Linked DNA regions of Macaca mulatta: region 2 is linked to region 1. The links are chromatin contacts, called in public Hi-C maps. All regions are on one chromosome and are shown on one strand. Each heading gives the region's core, a stretch centred on a gene start, on an enhancer-like site or on the middle of the called end of the contact. The rest is flanking DNA. Distances are from core to core; before and after follow the strand shown. Region 1 holds the start of CEP120 (centrosomal protein 120). Region 2 holds the start of CSNK1G3 (casein kinase 1 gamma 3).

The links. A called contact is a pair of places that touch in the nucleus more often than the background predicts.
Region 2: a Hi-C map of fetal cortex germinal zone shows a contact between it and region 1, with 2.4 times the contacts expected there. The contact joins the promoter of CSNK1G3 here to the promoter of CEP120 in region 1. A contact is called at or near these places in 6 of 14 Hi-C or Micro-C datasets (CD4 T cells, blood, cortical neurons and 3 more).

The regions. Positions count from the first base shown.
Region 1 is chr6:132,383,901-132,388,493 of T2T-MMU8v2.0, forward strand. It overlaps CEP120 (centrosomal protein 120), which reads right to left and starts at 2,570. Exons shown (of 21, transcript XM_015140662.3): 1 at 2,292-2,570; 2 at 2,114-2,194. The coding sequence starts at 2,162.
Region 2 is chr6:132,472,391-132,477,076 of T2T-MMU8v2.0, forward strand. It overlaps CSNK1G3 (casein kinase 1 gamma 3), which reads left to right and starts at 2,596. Exons shown (of 12, transcript NM_001258050.1): 1 at 2,596-2,689.

The sequences.
Region 1 (4,593 bases), core at 1,320-3,819:
TGTAGAATCTATTATTATTCAGAAATAAAATCAATTTTACATGGTGACCATCTGGAAGTTAGAAATGGAGAGTGAATCCAGGCTGAGGATGACTCCTAGGTTCTTGGCTTGAGGCAACAGCATGGTTATGATGAATGGAAATACAGTACAAACAAAAGAGAAGAATAGTTTGGAGGAAGGACCACATGCTAGTTTCGGGTATGTTTGTGGTAACAACCTAACTGACATCCTTGACTCCAGGTTCTCTTCCTTGCACACTGCTACTAAACTGAACTCGAGAAAAGCATTCTATTTAGGAATACATGAGGCCAATCTATTTCTTAGAACATTAATTCTAAACTGGCTTTCAAGGCCCATTTGCTCTAGTTGTACAAGCTCATTTCTTACCATGACATTTCTAAATATTCACCCTGGTCATCTTGCTGATCTTTTCAATGTTCCACCCACCATGCTCACCCTGGCACAAGTTACTTGGTTGGGAATCAAGCTGGTCAGAAAGACCTTGACTGCTAACGTTTTTAGTTTAAGCCTGAGGCTCTCACTTGAAACTTTGTATCAGGAATATTAACACACATGGCAGGGCTCTCCCAGTTAGCACTAACAGGCCTCTCTCAGGACCCCATTTTCTGCTGCTCTAAAACCAGCTTCCCCAAATGAACTGCATGTATGTCCTGGGTTGTCAGATTGGCCTGGGTCGTCCATAGAATTCAACTGTCACATATCTAAAGCTCACTTATTACTTAAAGAACTTCAGCCATCCCGCCCACCCTACCCTCAAACCTATATTTACAATCCATATCACATATTTTAAATATTATATTATACCCCAACATATTGTGTCCTGTGATCTCCCCACATGGACAGACCTCTACATCCTTGGAGGGAAAGTAGATGTTTGTTTTCTCATAGCATGGTCAGTTTTAAGTCTAAAAAGTGTTGTTAACCAAATTTGAAGGTTATTTCAGTCCTGCGTTTTTAAACAATAAGTAACCTAACAGCTAATAGTGCTCCAAATCTTTATGGCTTCTGGTCAGTCTCTTGTCCCAAAATTCAAAGATTAGGATTACAATGTTTCATTGCTCTCGTCCCTCACACAGCGCCAGGCCTTCATAAAATACTCTCCCATGGGGGAAAGAATGCAGCCAGGCCTCTGCTCTGGCTCAAGATGACTCCTTCTTAACATATTATTCGTAAAGTGTCCTCAATTCACCTGTTATCTCCTCTGCTCTCCACTTTCTTGCAAATCTGTTCTCCAACTACACTGAATGTAAGCAACATTTACTGAATGAATATAATGAAGCAAAGCAAAACGCGTCTTGCTTTTCCATACTTGAAGTGCTCTCTGCTCTTCCCTTTGCCTGGAATGCCCTTCCCTTTTTCACCTGACAAATTCCTAATCATCTGTAAGACCCAAAAAAACGCCACCTCCTCTGGTGAATCTTCCCCAGTTTCCTCAGACAGAGGTGGTCATTCATCAGGGTCTTTCATATCCCGATGAATTATTTGCTGACACACTCTCCAAGCTACATCCTTAGCTTTTTAGAATCAGAACTGTTATTATTACATTCCCAGCACAGTGTCTGACACTCAATGAGTCCCCAATAAACAAATGTCATTCACCCAAAACACACTTTTTAAGAAATGTATAATATACCCTCTTAAGAACTGTAGTCCCCTGAGTCCTCCACCAAGACGTGTAAAGGCAATTGCCTCCGCAACACTCTGGAATTGCAGGAAACCTGTATTCAAGTCAAAGCTCTTACAAGTGCTATTATTGGGAACCGCTGATCAAAACGCGCTTCTCAGGACCACGTTCAGCTCATATATAAAAGCCATCGACGTGCTGCTTTGGATGAAAATCGTTTTCTCTAGATTCTCTGGGGCTATGGCTAGTCACGCTAAATATCACTTATTCCTAATAGCGCTCATATCCCTGGAGAGATTTTTAAATCAATTGCCTAACAGACTTCACTACGTACAACTTTGAACAAGTCTGTGGGGACCATAAAAACACAGATGACAGGGTTCTTAAGGTTAACAAGGCCTCGGTCCCACACTAATCTTTTAAAACTCGGGAGGCAGCAGTTGCAACAGCAAGCCTCAGGCCGCTCACCTTCTAGGATGGACACGACGATGAGCAGTTGGTCGGATTTGGAGACCATGGTTGCGGTGGGCGGTCTGGGGGCGAAGTCGCCTGGGGGGAAGTGAGGTCCAGGTAAGTCGCGGGTAATCTGAGACCCCCGGCGGGACCCCCACTGCCCGCCCCGGGTCCCGGTCCCTGATGCCCGGACCCCGCTCCGCAGCCAGGTCCCACCGCCGTCTGCTGCAGCGCGCCCGGCTCCTCTGCCCCGAGCCGCCAGCCCAGACCCTAACTCTGCCCCGACTCAAGGAAAAAGCCGCTCTGCAGCCCTGCCAGTCTGCAGGTAGAGACTAGCCCGCCGCCCGAGGACCTTTTGCCGCCTGCGTAGCCGCTTTTCAAACGCCCCGGCGGCCGCAGCGGCAGCCGCCGCGCCCAGCTTCCGCCTAGCAACCAGGCCCGCAGGCCCAGTGCCCAGGGGAGGTTGGAGGACAAAGGGTGATAGAGACAGAGCAGTCAAGGCTAGAACGCCCGTCAGCGAGCTTCGCCTCCCGCCCTTTTACGCTCTGTTCCAGAGCCCTAAGGGGGACGCCTTCATTACCTCACAGCGCCCTCTGCTAGCCGGACGGGGAGAGGCGGACGACTTGGTGTGGGACCAGCTGCGCAGGCGCACTACTGCTGTAAACGCTTCCTGAAACTGCGTAGCCTATAGGGAGCAAGAGTGTAGCGTATTACGTGCTTTGTGCCTCAGCGACAACCTGAGAGTTGTGTTAGTGGGAATTAAAAAAACAAAAAAACCTAGCTTAGTTGAGGTACCCAGTGTCAACACTGCTTTAAAAATTAAATCACAGAAAAATAATAACTTAAATCTAAACTCTAAAGTCCCTAAATCGTGCTCACGCGGCACCTCAAATTTCCAACCTTTGAAAACAAGTAGCGTCAATACGGTAATCACAGTACTTGTTGCAGCTGACGTAAACTCCCCGAGAATTTCCTGTCCTTAGAAATTCCCCCTAAAACAAAAACATTGTCACGTGGGCAATGAAATATAAAGGTATAGGTTCTTCCACCCCCGATCACAAAGTTACTAGCAAAGTCAAAACCAAACATAAACAAGGCATTGAGATGCTGTCTGCCAATCCTTTCCACTTAACGTCTCCCAAATTCAGACTTAAGAAATGGTTCAAGACTTGTAAAGGGAACGGCCTCCTAAATACTACTCAAATTGCATGAAGCATGTATTCAAGTCAAAGGCAAAATTCTTTTGGAGGTTATCTAGCTTGAAACCTAAATAACCAAATTGGTTGGAGCGATCGTGGACACTATTAAGTTTGGGAAAGATTCTGCTTCAGAAAACAAAAGTAAATCATAATAGAAAAATAAAGCTGTAGAGATGGCACTAGGTAGTGAACATAAGTCCGGCTTCTCCTATTACTTTCTTGTTTTGTAAATGTAGAAGTTATTTTGAGAGCAAATAATACAACATCACTATTGTTTTCTTCTTCCTCTTCTTCTTCTTTCTTCTTTGCTTTCTGCCCAAAAGAAAAGGAGAAATATGTGGAGATTGGACTAATTACTTCTAAGGTCCTTTCAGGTCCTGTCACAGGCATTCTTAAAATGAAGCACTATTCAATGTAAAATCAAAGTAATGATCTACTTTGCATTCATCATTGAACAATGCATGATTTTTGTGGAAGATGTCAAACATACTTTAAAGAAAGCAGAATGATATAATGAACCCCCAGGTACCCAGACCCCAGCTTCGACGATTAACAACTTAAGACCAATCATCTTCATCTGTTATATTATTTTTAAGGAAATCCCCAACATCACATCAATTCATTTTTTTGGATACGTACTTCTAAAAGATGAAGACTTTTTGGCCAGACGTGGTGGTGGCTCACGCCTGTAATCCCAGCACTTCGGGAGGCCGAGGTGGGCGGATCACTTGCATCAGCAGTTCGAGACCAACCTGGCCAACATGGCAGAACTCCGTCTCTACTAAAACTACAAAAAGTAGCCAGGCGTGGTAGTGCAAGCCAGAAATCCCAGCTACTTGGGAGACTGAGGAACAAGAAAACTGAGGCACGAAAATCGCTTGAAATCAGGAGGCAGAGGTTGCAGTGAGCCAAGATCATGCCACGGCACTCCAGCCTGGGCAACAGAGAGAGACTCAGTCTGGGGAAAAAAAAAAAAGATAAACACTTTTTAAAGAATCTTAAAATATTAAATATTTAACCACAATCCCATTGTTACACCTAATAATTAACAAAAATTTCTTAATCCCATTAAATATACACTGTTCAAATTTCTCTGATTGTCTAATAATTTTTTTGCAGTTTTTTTTTCAAATCAGGATCCAAACAAATTCCAAAATACAGTGATTGGTGTGTCTCTTGTCCTTTTTAATGTCTATGGTTAGGCTTTGTGCCCTGACTCAAATCTCATCTTGAATTGTAATCCCCACAACCCCCACGTGTCAAGGAAGGAACCAGGTGGAGGTAATTGAATCATGG
Region 2 (4,686 bases), core at 1,346-3,845, 89 kb after region 1:
TTTGAGAAAAGGTCCTACTATGTGGCCCAGGCTGGCCTTAGACTCCTGGGATCAAGGGATCCTACTGCCTCAAGTCTCCCAAGTTGCTGGGACTATAGGCATTCACCACTACACCAGGCTTTGCCAATTTTAATCTATAGGAGTTTATGGGCCAAATTTTAACCAAATTCTTCACTGCAGTGTTAAAAATGTAAACACTTATTCCCATCCATTTCTAATATAATTTAATAAATACCAGTCAAGTGAAACAGCAGGAGGGGAGAAGGAACAAAGAAATCTGTAACTGGCTGTGATCAATTCGTTTTAAATACCACTGTACTTACTTAGACCAGCTCATTTTTAATTTAAAAATGTGATTTGATCATATATTTATATACTTGACTTTCTCAACCATTTATGAAAACTTAGAAGGGTGGGTGTTCTTTATCAAAACTGAGTTTTTTGAGGTAGAGAGAATAAAATGGTTTGTTGGGAGTTGAGGACAATATTTAGTTTCCTGTGTTGCAGACACTTCTGCTGAGTGAGATGTCAACTTTGTTTCTTGTCTAGCAGGGGGTCCTGGGAGAGATCAGAAATTCTGGGATATGTCATCTGCTTAGGCAAGTCATTCACAATTCTGAGCATGCATACATCTTAGCTGCTTTTGAGTCTCCTACAGAACGACGGTGTGGTAAGTATGGAGCAGAGCTCTTAACACTACCCTTCTAAGACTGGTGATGCTAGTCACTTCTTAACTTCCAGTTTGGAGAACAAAGTGAGAAGGGAGGTTTTTTTTTCTGTTTGTTTTGTTTTGTTTTGTTTTTTTTAAAGGCACTGTTGGCCGGGCGCGGTGGCTCACGCCTGTAATTCCAGCACTTTGGGAGGCCAAGGCGGGCGGATCACGAGGTCAGGAGAACGAAACCATCCTGGCTAACACGGTGAAATCCCGTCTCTACTAAAAATGCAAAACATTAGCCAGGCCTGGCGGCGGGCGCCTGTAGTCCCAGCTACTTGGGAGGCTGAGGCAGGAGAATGGCATGAACCCGGGAGGCGGAGCTTGCAGTGAGTCGAGATCGCGCCCTGCACTCCTGGGCGACTAAGCGAGAGACTCCGTCTCAAAAAAAAAAAAAAAAAAAAGGCACTGTTGTATTACAAACCAAAATCAAAAACAGATTTCCATACTAACTACTCCTCCAAAGGTAACGCATTAGCTATACCATTAATCTGGCAAAGTAGGGAGGAAAATGAAGGAGTGCATTTGTTTCATTAGAGGCATTTCGTTTTGAGAGGTGGACAGGAGAGCTATATACAAGACTCAAGTTTCTTGATACAGTAAGTACATCAAGAATATAAACGTGTTTGATAAAATGAACATTTTAAAAACATGGCACCAGGCTATGATTCTTCTTCCTGCACACCTTCATGCCTAACTTTTTGAAAGGACTTGAGACATATAAATCACAATTTTAAAAAATTATAGTTTCCATGCCTTCGTGGTGGATCAATTTCCGTAGAAGTCTACCAAAATGACTTATTTTCATCCCTGGGAACCAACTGCAAGAGAGAAAATGAAAGGAATATCATATTCTTTCTATGTAGGCAGAGTGGACTTGAGTGCGGGTCAGAAACACTGATTTCAGTTTGTGCACTACAACTTGATGACTTGGGTGATGTTTGGCTTCTCAGAACTTTGGGAGATGAATTTGAAAAACAGATAATACCACACTATATAATTCAGAGGATTACCTCAGCTTACAAACAGCAAATGAGATGCAAATGTGAGACATAATTCATATTTCTAAGCAGTTGGAGCCCTGATATAGCACTGGGGTTATAGAGAAGTTGGGGAAAATGTCAACCCAGTGATGTCATACTCCTAGGCCAGGCCCTAAGATTTTTTGGAACCTGGCAGGCTGAGCACAATAGGGAAAGCCTCAGCACCCTGACTTGGCACAATGGCACCCTGAAGGCTCTTTGCTCACTCAATTCTTAGTAGCTCTCCTAAAGCACAGGGGTGTTTTCTTCCAGTTCTCTGCGTAGACTTTGCTATGCCTCTCCGCCCACTGCCTCATCCAGAGAAACACTCGTATCCACCACCGCTCCTCACTTTCCCTCACGCACGGATCTAGAAAGACGAGGAGAAGGCGCGGCGTAGGCTTTATATACTTTGCCAGCCAATGACCGCGCCGTCTCCTTTCCGGTCGGCGATCCGACCAATCCAAGAAGGCTGGTGCAATCTTCGGCTCTACTCGGCTCTTTTCGCTGATGCGGGCAGCTTGGGGGCCGCGGCAGCTAGAGAGACGCTTTCCTTTTTAATTTTTTTTCCATGTGTTCACTTCCGGGTCCGGCGTCGATCCGGATGCCCGAGGCAGAAGGATGTTTGACCTCCGGATAAGCGAGGCGCCGCTGTGCATTCATTCCCAGCTGCATCGGTGGCGACAGCAGAGGCTCGGGCGGCGACTCTCCGGCCAGCGGCGGCGGTAGGAGACACCAGCGGCAGTGCAAGGACCGAATCCGAGCAGCGCTGCGTTACCTCGCTCGCTCCTTCCCCCCTACCTCGCTCGCTCGCTCCCTGCGTGCTCGCTTTCCTCCTCCGGCCGCCGGCGGGTGTGATGTGCCGCCGTCGCTGCCCCCGCCGGCGCTGACTGACTGACTGGGGGCGCCGCCCGCGCCCGGGACCGACCCCGCTGCTCGCGGCCGCGCCTCTGAGGTAAAGCCCCCTGCGCGTTGGTGCTCGGCCGCCAGCCCCGGCCCGGTGGCTGCCTCGGCGCGGCCGCGGCGTCCTCCCTCCCGGATGGGGCTGGGGTCTCGGGCGGGGTGGGGTGGGGTGCGGCGGGGGCGGCGCCGCCGGCGCGGGTGTCGGGGGAGGGGTGGGCGAAGACCCGGGCGGGCGGCCAGGAGGCGTGGGCCGGAGGGGGCCGCGGTCGGAGGCTGAGGGCGCGGAGGGCTAGGGGGCAGCGGGGGCCGCGGGTGGCGGGCCGGGCTGGGTGCAAAAGTTGCCGGAGTGGTGCGGCGCGACTGGGACGGCGAGGGAGGTGGGCCAGCTGGCCCGGCGGGGGCTTCCTTAGAAGAGATTGGGAGGTGGGGAGTGTCGCCCACGGTGCTCCTTGACTGTGTCCCGACAATTCCCTTTGGAGTAGGGGCTTTGGGCAGGAAGGAGGCATGTATCGGCTGGGAGGAGGCGACAGGGGCCAGCGTTCAGTTCAGGGATAAACTTCCCGTTGGAGTGTTTAAGGGGTTGGGTGGGGGGACACAGGGATTTACCTGTTTCTTAGAGCTTTGACTCAGCTCAAAACTTAACTAAGACATTAGTCAAAGGTTAACATAATTACTCGGATGGTTACTCTCATGGTGCCGGTTTGTTTGTTTATCCCACAAGCAGGGGAAGTGACTCTGAGAGGCGTCGGGTCTCTTGGTCCATAGCCTCCACATTTCTTTTCAGCAGGACGAGGAGGGAGATGTGTGTCTGTTCGTGGGGTGGGAGTAGTTAGGCCTGTGTCATGGTCATTCCCCTTCTCCCACCTCATGTTTCAGGGAGGAAAAGTTCAGATGGGGGAGAGAGAGAGTGTGCCTGTGTGTGTGGGAGACAGCTACTGTTGATACACTGTGTGAATTACTTTTAACTCTTTTGTGGTAATCACCCAGGCTGCTCAGTGGCCCCTTTTAAATCTTCTGCTAAAATATCTACTTTAAATTAGAGGATTATATAAGTACTTATTTTTAATGAATTAAGAAAGTAAGTCATTATTTTAACTTTTGTAATTCTTCCGATTCAAATGACATTTGCCCACAGATATAAGAGATAGCAAACTATATCTAAGATGGGATATAAAATTAAAACTGTATACATTTTAAAGATGTTTCTTTTTAAAGATGTTTCTTCGAGGAGTATTGGCTTTCCCCATACATTTAGAAGAAAAACATTACAGGAATTGTGAGAATAATGTGGAATTAGAAAGATGTGAAACTAGAAATCATTTTTCGTCAAAAAAATCAGATCTGGTGTGTGACATTCTTAATAGCTTTCTTTTTTTTTTTTTGGAGATGTACTTAGTGTATTTTGTAATTATTTACAAACTTTGCTCCAGTTGTATCTTAAGATAAAATTATCTTATTTTGTATAGTTAACCTTTATAGTTGCACAGAAGATAAAAGATAAAAATTACATTTATGGGCATTGGAAGAAAGATGTTATCAAATACATTGTATGGCTTTGAGATACATTCTTAGCAGAATGTACAGACACTTCTGCTTTATGTGAACTTGCATTTCTGAATATGTATTAAGTAGAAGTAATTATTAGAATGGGGGACAGAAAGGTTAATTTTAATGTTATGAATGACATTTTTTGGGGGATCTTGAGAAACGATTATCTTTACTGATGATTTATTGTAGTCATCCACCCCTTCTGCCATTCATCAGCTTAAACATTAGTGCATTATGTAATTATTGACATTTTCATCATTAGATTTTGCAAGCATTTACAATATATTGACAAAATCTTCTGTACGTGAAAGGCATTTATTACTTCCTTGAAAATAAAGGACTGGGATTAGTGGAATCAAGGAATTAATTCAACCAGGACCACCTTTACTGTGTGGCAAGGATGGAACAGTGGGTAGAATATGAAGATGAATGAGACTCAGTACTGCCTTCAAGGGAGAAGCAGACATACACAGAGGTAATTCACAGATTCCTGTGGGTTTT